3 separate regions of the Rattus norvegicus genome follow, and all the other regions are linked to region 2. A link is a contact called in public Hi-C data. All regions are on one chromosome and are shown on one strand. Each heading gives the region's core, a stretch centred on a gene start, on an enhancer-like site or on the middle of the called end of the contact. The rest is flanking DNA. Distances are from core to core; before and after follow the strand shown. Region 1 overlaps Mgat5 (alpha-1,6-mannosylglycoprotein 6-beta-N-acetylglucosaminyltransferase). Region 2 holds the start of Mgat5 (alpha-1,6-mannosylglycoprotein 6-beta-N-acetylglucosaminyltransferase). Region 3 has its middle 190 kb from the start of Nckap5.

Region 1 (2,700 bases), core at 24-2,523, 210 kb after region 2:
GTCGGGTTTGGTATCAGCCAGGCCTATGGCTATGGATTCTGTATAAGCAGAGTGAAGAACACTCGTGTTGAGAGTTGGTGTCTTGCCTGGATGCATACAGCTGCTGGGCAGCTCCTTTTGGTCAACCACAAGGAGCCTAGCACCCGGAAGAACCACCTTCTTGTGTGTGGGGGGGGGGGGCGGGGGGGCAGGGGATGTTTAAAAAAACACCCAGGGTCTGGTGACAAGTTTCGTTACAGAGACATAGAAGAGTCAGACATGTTCTGACCATTGCGTCTGTAGGTGCGTGATGCCCTCAGCCACCAACATGCAAGGTGCTGTTCCTCAAGTTATCTCACAGTAAAACTGGGAGTTGAAACTTTCAAATATGGATGAGATTTCTGGGGGCTTCTAGATGTAGTGTGTGTTTTCACGGAGTCTCAAATTTGATTTAGTACCGAACTACAGTTGCACCATGGCAGTAAGGATAGATGGGAGTGTGGCTTAGTTACTGTGTTTGCCTAGCAGGTAGGGAGTCTCTGGAGTCCATCCCCAGGAACACATAAGCTGTAGTGGTGGTTGTCTCAGTTCTAGCGATGGAGAGATGGCAGCAGGAGGAGGAGAAGTTCAAGGTCATCCTTGGCTGTACAGTGAGTGGCCTATAGAGGGGGCTAGAGGAGACCCTGCCTCCAAGAAAGGAAAAAAAAAAAAAAATAGACTCTTCCCTCCCTCTCTTACATCCAAGCTAAATGCTAAAAGAATCTTTGACACGTGCACCAAAAAATAAAAAAATTGCATGTGTGTATTTTTTCTTCTTTTGTGGATTTTTAATCATCTTGCTTTTATTATGTTTTAGATAACGCATCACATAACAAGACCCACAAAACACTTTAGATGGTCATTGTGTTGTAAGTGCCTGTATGGGGACATAGACAAACTGAGTCACAGAACAAATATGCCAAGAGTGGAGTGTTAGTCACTCCAACAGTTTCCTGAAAATACAAGTTAAAAACCATCATCTTAAAGTCTAGAGCCCTAGAGCAACAAAGGAAAGGGTGCTTAACATGCACAGGCTGTCTTCCCATCACCCTGTTCTTTCCAGTTCTAGTGCCCTCCCCTCTGTGCTTCTCAAAAAGGAGGAAAAAAGGAAAACTAGCAGGAAAACGGTGAGCAGCCAGCCCTTGCTTTGTCTCTCGTTGGCCATAGAATTTATTCAGTAATTTCCCCTTCAACTAATGTAGCCATTGTCCTTGCCTCTGGGCACTTGTTCAAACACACAGAAATGGGAGAACAGATTGGCTGACTGAGCACAGCTCCTCAGTCAGGGCCCTGTTACCTCCTCCTCCTGTGGCCCTCATTAGGCCCTGCCTTGGAGATGAGCTGGTGAGGGGTAGGATCTGCGTAGCCTGCACATCCCACAGAGCGCCTTTGCAGCACTGCCTCCCTTCTTCATCTTCCTCTCATAAGGATGAGAGTAGAGCTAGGGTGTCTCACTCTGAGCAGGTCACCTCCGATGGGTTGAGAAGGTCTCTGGAGGCAGGGGAGTGGCTCTCAGTACTATAGTACACCCTCAGCACCCACATAAAAAGGCCTGGTGTGGCAGCTGTCACTCACCGTCCCAGCCTATGGGAGGTAGAGACGGGTAGATTAATGGAGCTCACTGGGCAGACCCGCTAGCCCAACCAGCGAGCTCAAGTTCAGTGTTAACTTTAGGGACGCTAAAGATGCAGCTCAGTGACTAAAAGCAAACACTGCTCTTCAAATTCTAGCACCCATGTCAGGCAAGTCACAACTTCCTATAACCCCATTTCTAGGGGGTCTGATGCCCTCTTCTGGCCTCATGCAGGGACACACCTCTACACATAAATAGTGTTTAGAAAAAAACCAGTAAGGTGGAAATTGATTGAGGAAGACACCTGACCTGTCTCCCACATACAAATAATGTCACTTGTGTGTGAATGCCCAACCCCCCTTCCACCACCATACATACAGAGAGAGAGAGAGAGAGAGAGAGAGAGAGAGAGAGAGAGAGAGAGAGAGATCTGGACTGACTGTAAATGGCAAAGCATTCCTTAGCTCTTAGAAACCCAGAGCAAAGCAAAAGAGAAGTTTGCACCCAAAGGTGAATGGCGGTCACGGCTGAAGTTGCAGAACGTGGATTGCACTGGACGGACGGCCTCAATTCCTGGGGGAGTTTGCTTCTGTGTTATTTATGCAGGTTCGGTTTGAGTCAGACTAAACAAGGGTTGCTTCCTGTCTTATCAGCTGTGTGTGACCTTCACTGAGCCATCACCCAGCGAGCTGAAATTTATCTGAACAAGATGGGAGGCAGAGTTGATGAAGGTTACTATTTAATCAAGAGAGAATTGTCTTCCAATCAGATAGCCCCCTCCCAGTGAAACATACTTGAAAATTATACAGGGCTGAGGCAACGGCTCCCGTTGTTAAAGTGAGAGCCACAGGCAAACCTGAATTCCCAGAACCCACATAGTAGGAAGCCAGGCATGATGACACACACTTGAAGCCCAGCACTAGGGAGGCAGAGAGAGGAAGCTAACTGGGTTCACTGCTACACATCTGCCTAGTCAGTGAACCTGGTGTGGGCCCTAGTGAGGAGTCCTGTCTCAAAACAAAGTAGAGGTGTCCTCTTACCTGCACACACACACACACACACACACACACACACACACACACACACACACACACACAAATTTCAAAACA
Region 2 (2,700 bases), core at 162-2,661:
AGGATCAACCCTTATACTGTAACTAGATATAGCAATGGCTCACAGGAGTAGGACTTCCTGTCATTTACACCCGGGGTAATCCACCAGTCCACCCTCCTTCCATTCCAGATAACACTTAACCAAGATCTATAATGATCCAGGATGTAAATGCATGGCCAGCTCCCTGGAGGGTGGCTGATTGAATATTTCATGCTAGTCAGTGTTTCGTGGTGGTGCCCTCCGGGCTGGAGATGTGCTTTATTTCTTTTTGAATTTACAAGAGTACCGCGTTAAGCTGTCCAGGCTGCTCATAAAACGCAGACACAGCAGAGCAAAGAAGCCCATTAGAAAAATTGTGTGCCTACTGTGTACCAGTCACTGCCAAACCCTTTACAAATATTTCACTCCCTCTTCACAATAACATCACGAAAGCAGCCGTTATTGCTCTCATCAATGGAGCCCTTGAGAGGAGCACGATAATTGGCTTGCTCAGGGTCACCAAAACCAAGGGCATGGTGGCTGATGCTTGTAATTTCCCGCACTCAGGAGATGGAGGCAAGAGGGTCCAGAGTTCGAGGTTATCCTCTGCTAGAAAGCAAGTTGGTTAGGGCCAGTCAGGGTCAGGTAAGACTGCACCTTCCATTCCCACCCTACCCCCCAAATCACAAAATAAACAAATACGAATCTGTTCAGAAAAAAAAAAACCCACGGGACAGAAATTCCTACTGCTTTTGCCAATCTATTCTACCAAGTATAAAATGGAGCTCAGGGCGTTTATTAAAGTTGGCAAGACCCCTAAATAGTTGAGCCCGCCATCTCCCTCCCCACTGGCTTCACTGCTGAGGTGGCCCAGAGATCATCACTCCGGAGGATGCACTGTATGTAACAGTAATTGTACCCTGCCCCTGACCTTGCTAGAGTATTATTTACTCAACTCCTTCGGTCTAGCTCTCTGCCTGTTTCTCCTTGGGCTGCATGCAGAATGGAGCGGCTTCAAGTGCTCTTGTACAGGGTCTAGAGTTTGCAGACGATCCCCGAGAAGCAGAGGCGTTCCGAATTGGCTGAGCGCTCTGCCGGGGTGGGCGGGGAATTTGCCGAACGTCCGTGGCCCGGAATCCCTTTGCCTTAGAGATCCGCGCGAGCCCAGAAGCTGAGAGAAGTTGGGTAGGTCGATCTGGAAAGGGTAGTAGAAACCTCGAAAAGATCTCCTAACCATTCGGTCCTGATCGTTTGGACCCAGGAGGAACGTCCCCGCTTGCGTCTAGGGGCGGAAGGTGGACGCGCTGCGCACGGCCTCGCCAGGGCTGGTAGTTTTCAGACCGTCCCTGCCGAGGCCCGCTCGCCCGGCAGCCCTGCGGCTCCCGCGGTGGCGGCGGCCACCCCAGGCTCCATCCAGCCCAGGTAGCTGTGCCTCAGTCTCTGGGGGCGCTGTGACCCCGCTCCTGGCTGTGCCTGGGACCCCAGTTCCCAGGAGCACGGTTGCAGGAGAGTGACCCCGACTGCTACTGATGGTGCTTCTGCTGCTCCTCTACTAGCAGGTAAGAGCTGCTGCAGGGTCGAACGATCGATTCAGAAGCTCGCCATCCCCCCTCGGGGAGATGCACGGACTGTGGATCGCGAGGGACGCGTGGGGGACGCTAGGGGAGCTGAGACAGTCCTTATCCGGTCCAACGCTGACACCCGGGGCTGCGTGGGTGGATGTACTGGCCGTGTTTGATTTGGGACGGGGGAGGGAACCCCAGAGTACAACCGAAGGGACCCACTTGGAGGGTCCACCACCTGCTCAGTAGCATCCCATCTCATGGGACCCTGAAGATCTTCCCTGAGGCTTTTAGGCTTCCAAGGAACTGTCCAGAGGGGGCTCGGGTGGCGTGGGCTGGAGGAGGCGAGAAGGAGGAGGAGATTGGCATTTTGGACGTTGGGACCGCGGTGAAACCAGAAACCAGGATGCCAGCGTGAGCGGGGCTAGGGTCCTAGGGATCCGAGAGCTCAGCATGAGATGTGCCTTGAACCAGTTGGAAAGAAGAATGAAGGAGTGGGGCCCCAGTTCCCTGGGGAGAAGGAATATGAAGATCCAGAGCTCCGGGTTGAGAGGTCAAGAAGACCCTTCGGAACCCAGATAGTACTGGGGACCGCCAGCCCCGACCACGATCCAGCCGGCGTGCACCCACGACTGGGAGATGGCAGAGGCTGCGGGATGTAAGGGCGACACCCGCGTACACACTCCCCTAGAGCATGCTCAGTGCGGTCCTGGGAACTTCCTGCCGAGTCGCCAGGCCAGTCGCTTTGGTCCCCTTTGGGGCCACAGCTCACAAAATTGGGGGTAGGGGATGTGTGAGTGGGGATCTCTGTGCCCTCTTGTTCACCCTTTTTCATTCCCGGGCCTCTGCCTGGCCTGTGACTGCCACCACAGTTCTGCTTTCTAGAGCCACTCTGGCCTCAGGAGATGGGGGCGTGGATGTCATACCCTTGCTCCCTGCGGGTAGAAGACCAGAGGCCTGATACTGCGTTGGTCTGCCAGGTGGACCGACTCTCTGGGAACGCAGGCCACTCAGTCGCGCGCATTTACTCTGTGCTGGGAGCAGGTTGGGTGGAAGGGGGTGTGTGAGCCTGGCAACATTTGCGCGCGCTCCCAGTCCATGTCACACACAAAGCCACCGCAGGGAAGAGGGAAGGGGTGGCGCTTGTATTTGTTTCCCCCAGTGGCTTTTGGAGAACCCT
Region 3 (2,700 bases), core at 148-2,647, 200 kb before region 2:
CTGTGATCCTTTAATGCAGTTCCTCATGTTGTGGCGACCCCCAACCATAAAATTATTTTCATTGCTACTTCATACCTGTAATTTTGCTACTGTTATGAATCACAATGCAAATATGTGATATTTCTGATGGTCCTAGGAGACCCCGTGAAAGGATTGTTCAACTCCCAGGCTGAGAACCACCGCTCCCCAGTTTCTCCTTGTGTACTCTTCAATGCCTCCCTCACAGTACAGCTACCCCAAAGTCTTCCTTAAGTCTGCCCTTCTGTCATAGCATTCTGATCTGGTTTTGCTCTTTGCTCTCCACTCAGAATTAACTGCTTAATCCGACCCAGGCCTCCCAGTGATAATTCCCATGGTTCCACACATGCATATTAAACCGCAGTCAAGTTCAGTGATTACTGAACCGGAAAGGAGATTAGCAATAAATCAAAGTCTTAAGGAAACCATTTGTAGCTTATAAAAAGGATGCCCCGTATGCACCGTATTTCAAATGATATTTACATCTGCTCTTTAGTACAGGACATAAAGTGTAGCCGGATCAAATACCATTGATCTGGGGAAGACAATGAAATCATAGTGACTCTCAGTGGACATGTGTCTCTGTAGTGGAGTGTTGTAGTTTCACATCTGTCGCTATGATAAAATATCTTGGGGGAAAAAAAAACTAGTTTAATGGAAAACGGGCTTATTTTACTTCACAATTCCTGATTACAGCCCAACCCTTCGGGGACATCAAGGCAGCAGGACCTTGAAGCAGCCAGTTACATCACACTCATAGTCAAGAGCAGAGAGCAGTAAATTAATGCATGCCTGTGCCTGTGCTCAGCTCGCACTCTCTAGTGCACACACACACACACACACACACACACACACACACACACACACACACACACACACACACCGTTAAATACTAAAAAAATGCTACTCTCTGGCCCCAGTGGTCTTGCCACCGCCACAGCCTGCCTCCAAGCACCCATGCTATCGCCTCAGGGCACCGGCGGGCCTGGCCTGTTCTCCTCTCGGAAGACTCTTGACCAGGGAGCTCTGAAATCTCTCCGCCCGACTCACTAAGTAAGTTTTCATGGCGGGTCGCTGCCACGCCAGCCCCATGCATCCAAATTCCCATGGCTGGCTGGGGTGCCCTGCCACTGTACCTTTCTCTGGAACTCAGTTAGGTTGCCATGTGAAGGAAAACGCCACACAAACTTAATTTAGAACCAACAGGTAACTCAATCGCTGGGTGCAGCAACTAGCATCCTAATTTGTAAGCCATTCTAAGTTAAATCCTATGGTGGGGAATCCTGGCGGATCTGCCATCTAAACCGGGGGCCTCTGTTTTGCTACATGCTGCTTCCCCCAGGCTCTCCCGGTCCCAAAGCTAGTCACCTTTTCCTGGCTCTTCTCTTTCGCCCTCTGACCCGGAAGTCCCGCCTACTTGCCCAGTGATTGATTGGTCCCCTGAAATCTTCATTCTCTAGGTGAATATCCATACACACAAACACACGCGCGCGCGCGCGCGCGTGTGTATAAATTTGAACAAGAGAATTTGCATTACTGAATGTTAGATTCTGTGATATCTGTTTTGACCGTAGATGCTTACTAAATCCATACAGCATAGGAGATTTATAAAAATTCTCTACCCATTGCATTCACTGGCAAGGACTGCTATAACAAAATGCCACAGACAAGCCGACTAAACAAGAGAAGACTATTTTCTCAATGTTTTGAATGCTGGGAATCCTGGAGTTAAGTTTCTAGCAATTTCCACTCTGACTCTTCCTCCAGCCTGTAGATGGCAGTCTCCTCCCTGGAACCTGTGTTCTCACTCTTACAAGGGTATCTCTACTTGTTACTCTATCTGACAAAACCAGTTTAAGGCAGAAAGGTTTTATTTGGACTGGCAGTTTGAGGGCACAGTGCATCTTGGTGGAGAAGGCATGGTGGCAGGAATATAAGGCAGCTGCTCACACCGTGTTTGCACTGGGAAGTAGAAGGCAGAGGGGAAAGCGACCAGGCTATAAAGACCCAAAGGCACATAGTCAGTGATCTGCTTCCCCCAGCAAAGCACTGCCTCCTGAAGATTCTACCGCCCTCCCACCCAGTGCCTTCAGCTGGGAACAAGCATTTGAACATGGGAATCTATGGGGGGTGTTTCACATTCAAACCACAACATAGGCAAACCAAATGCATGAAATTAGAAGTTATAACAATGACTTGATTTGACTTTGTTATTACCTTGAAGGACTTCCGCTCCAAATGATCTCATTCTCAGGTACTTGGTGTTAGGATTTCAGGGCTGGGGGATGTGGCTCAGTTAGTAGAGTGCTTGCCTAACACATGAAAAGACCTGGGTTTTGTCCTCAGCACTACATTAACCAGGCATGCTAGCATACATCTGTAACTACAGCACTGGCCAGGAGACAGGAGGTCAAGGTCGTTGTAGTGACACAGAGAGTTCAAAGTTAGCCTGGGCTACACGACCTCCACCCCACACTGTGAGTGTGTGTGTGTGTGTGTGTGTGTGTGTGTGTGAGAGAGAGAGAGAGAGAGAGAGAGAGAGAGAGAGAGAGAGGTTAATATGAATGGGAAGGATACAATTCGTTGCTCAATGACCCCTTTTGTATAGGAGGCTACAAAAACTCAGTGTAGGGGGTTGGGGATTTGGCTCAGTGGTAAAGCGCTTGCCTAGCAAGCGCAAGG

The links. A called contact is a pair of places that touch in the nucleus more often than the background predicts.
Region 1: a Hi-C map of the A7r5 cell line shows a contact between it and region 2, with 4 times the contacts expected there. The contact joins the enhancer-like site here to the promoter of Mgat5 in region 2. A contact is called at or near these places in 3 of 12 Hi-C or Micro-C datasets (the A7r5 cell line, Schwann cells and frontal cortex) and 1 of 1 datasets of contacts at active chromatin or transcription factors (oligodendrocytes).
Region 3: a contact with region 2 is called in a Hi-C map of the A7r5 cell line, with 2.8 times the contacts expected there. The contact joins the enhancer-like site here to the promoter of Mgat5 in region 2. A contact is called at or near these places in 2 of 12 Hi-C or Micro-C datasets (the A7r5 cell line and mammary epithelial cells) and 1 of 1 datasets of contacts at active chromatin or transcription factors (oligodendrocytes).

Annotation. Positions count from the first base shown.
Region 1 is chr13:41,435,983-41,438,682 of GRCr8, forward strand. All of the region lies in intron 11 of Mgat5 (alpha-1,6-mannosylglycoprotein 6-beta-N-acetylglucosaminyltransferase), which reads left to right. Among named protein-coding and RNA genes, the nearest start is that of Mgat5, 210 kb to the left of the region's middle. Within about 2 kb of position 1,274, at least 36 of the 93 cell types and tissues checked have an H3K27ac peak or open chromatin away from gene starts, as enhancers often do. A contact at or near this core is called in the A7r5 cell line, where this site is marked.
Region 2 is chr13:41,227,251-41,229,950 of GRCr8, forward strand. Mgat5 (alpha-1,6-mannosylglycoprotein 6-beta-N-acetylglucosaminyltransferase) reads left to right here and starts at 1,412. Exons shown (of 18, transcript NM_023095.1): 1 at 1,412-1,517.
Region 3 is chr13:41,022,819-41,025,518 of GRCr8, forward strand. No RefSeq gene overlaps it. Among named protein-coding and RNA genes, the nearest start is that of Nckap5, 190 kb to the left of the region's middle. Within about 2 kb of position 1,398, at least 2 of the 93 cell types and tissues checked have an H3K27ac peak or open chromatin away from gene starts, as enhancers often do. A contact at or near this core is called in the A7r5 cell line, where this site is marked.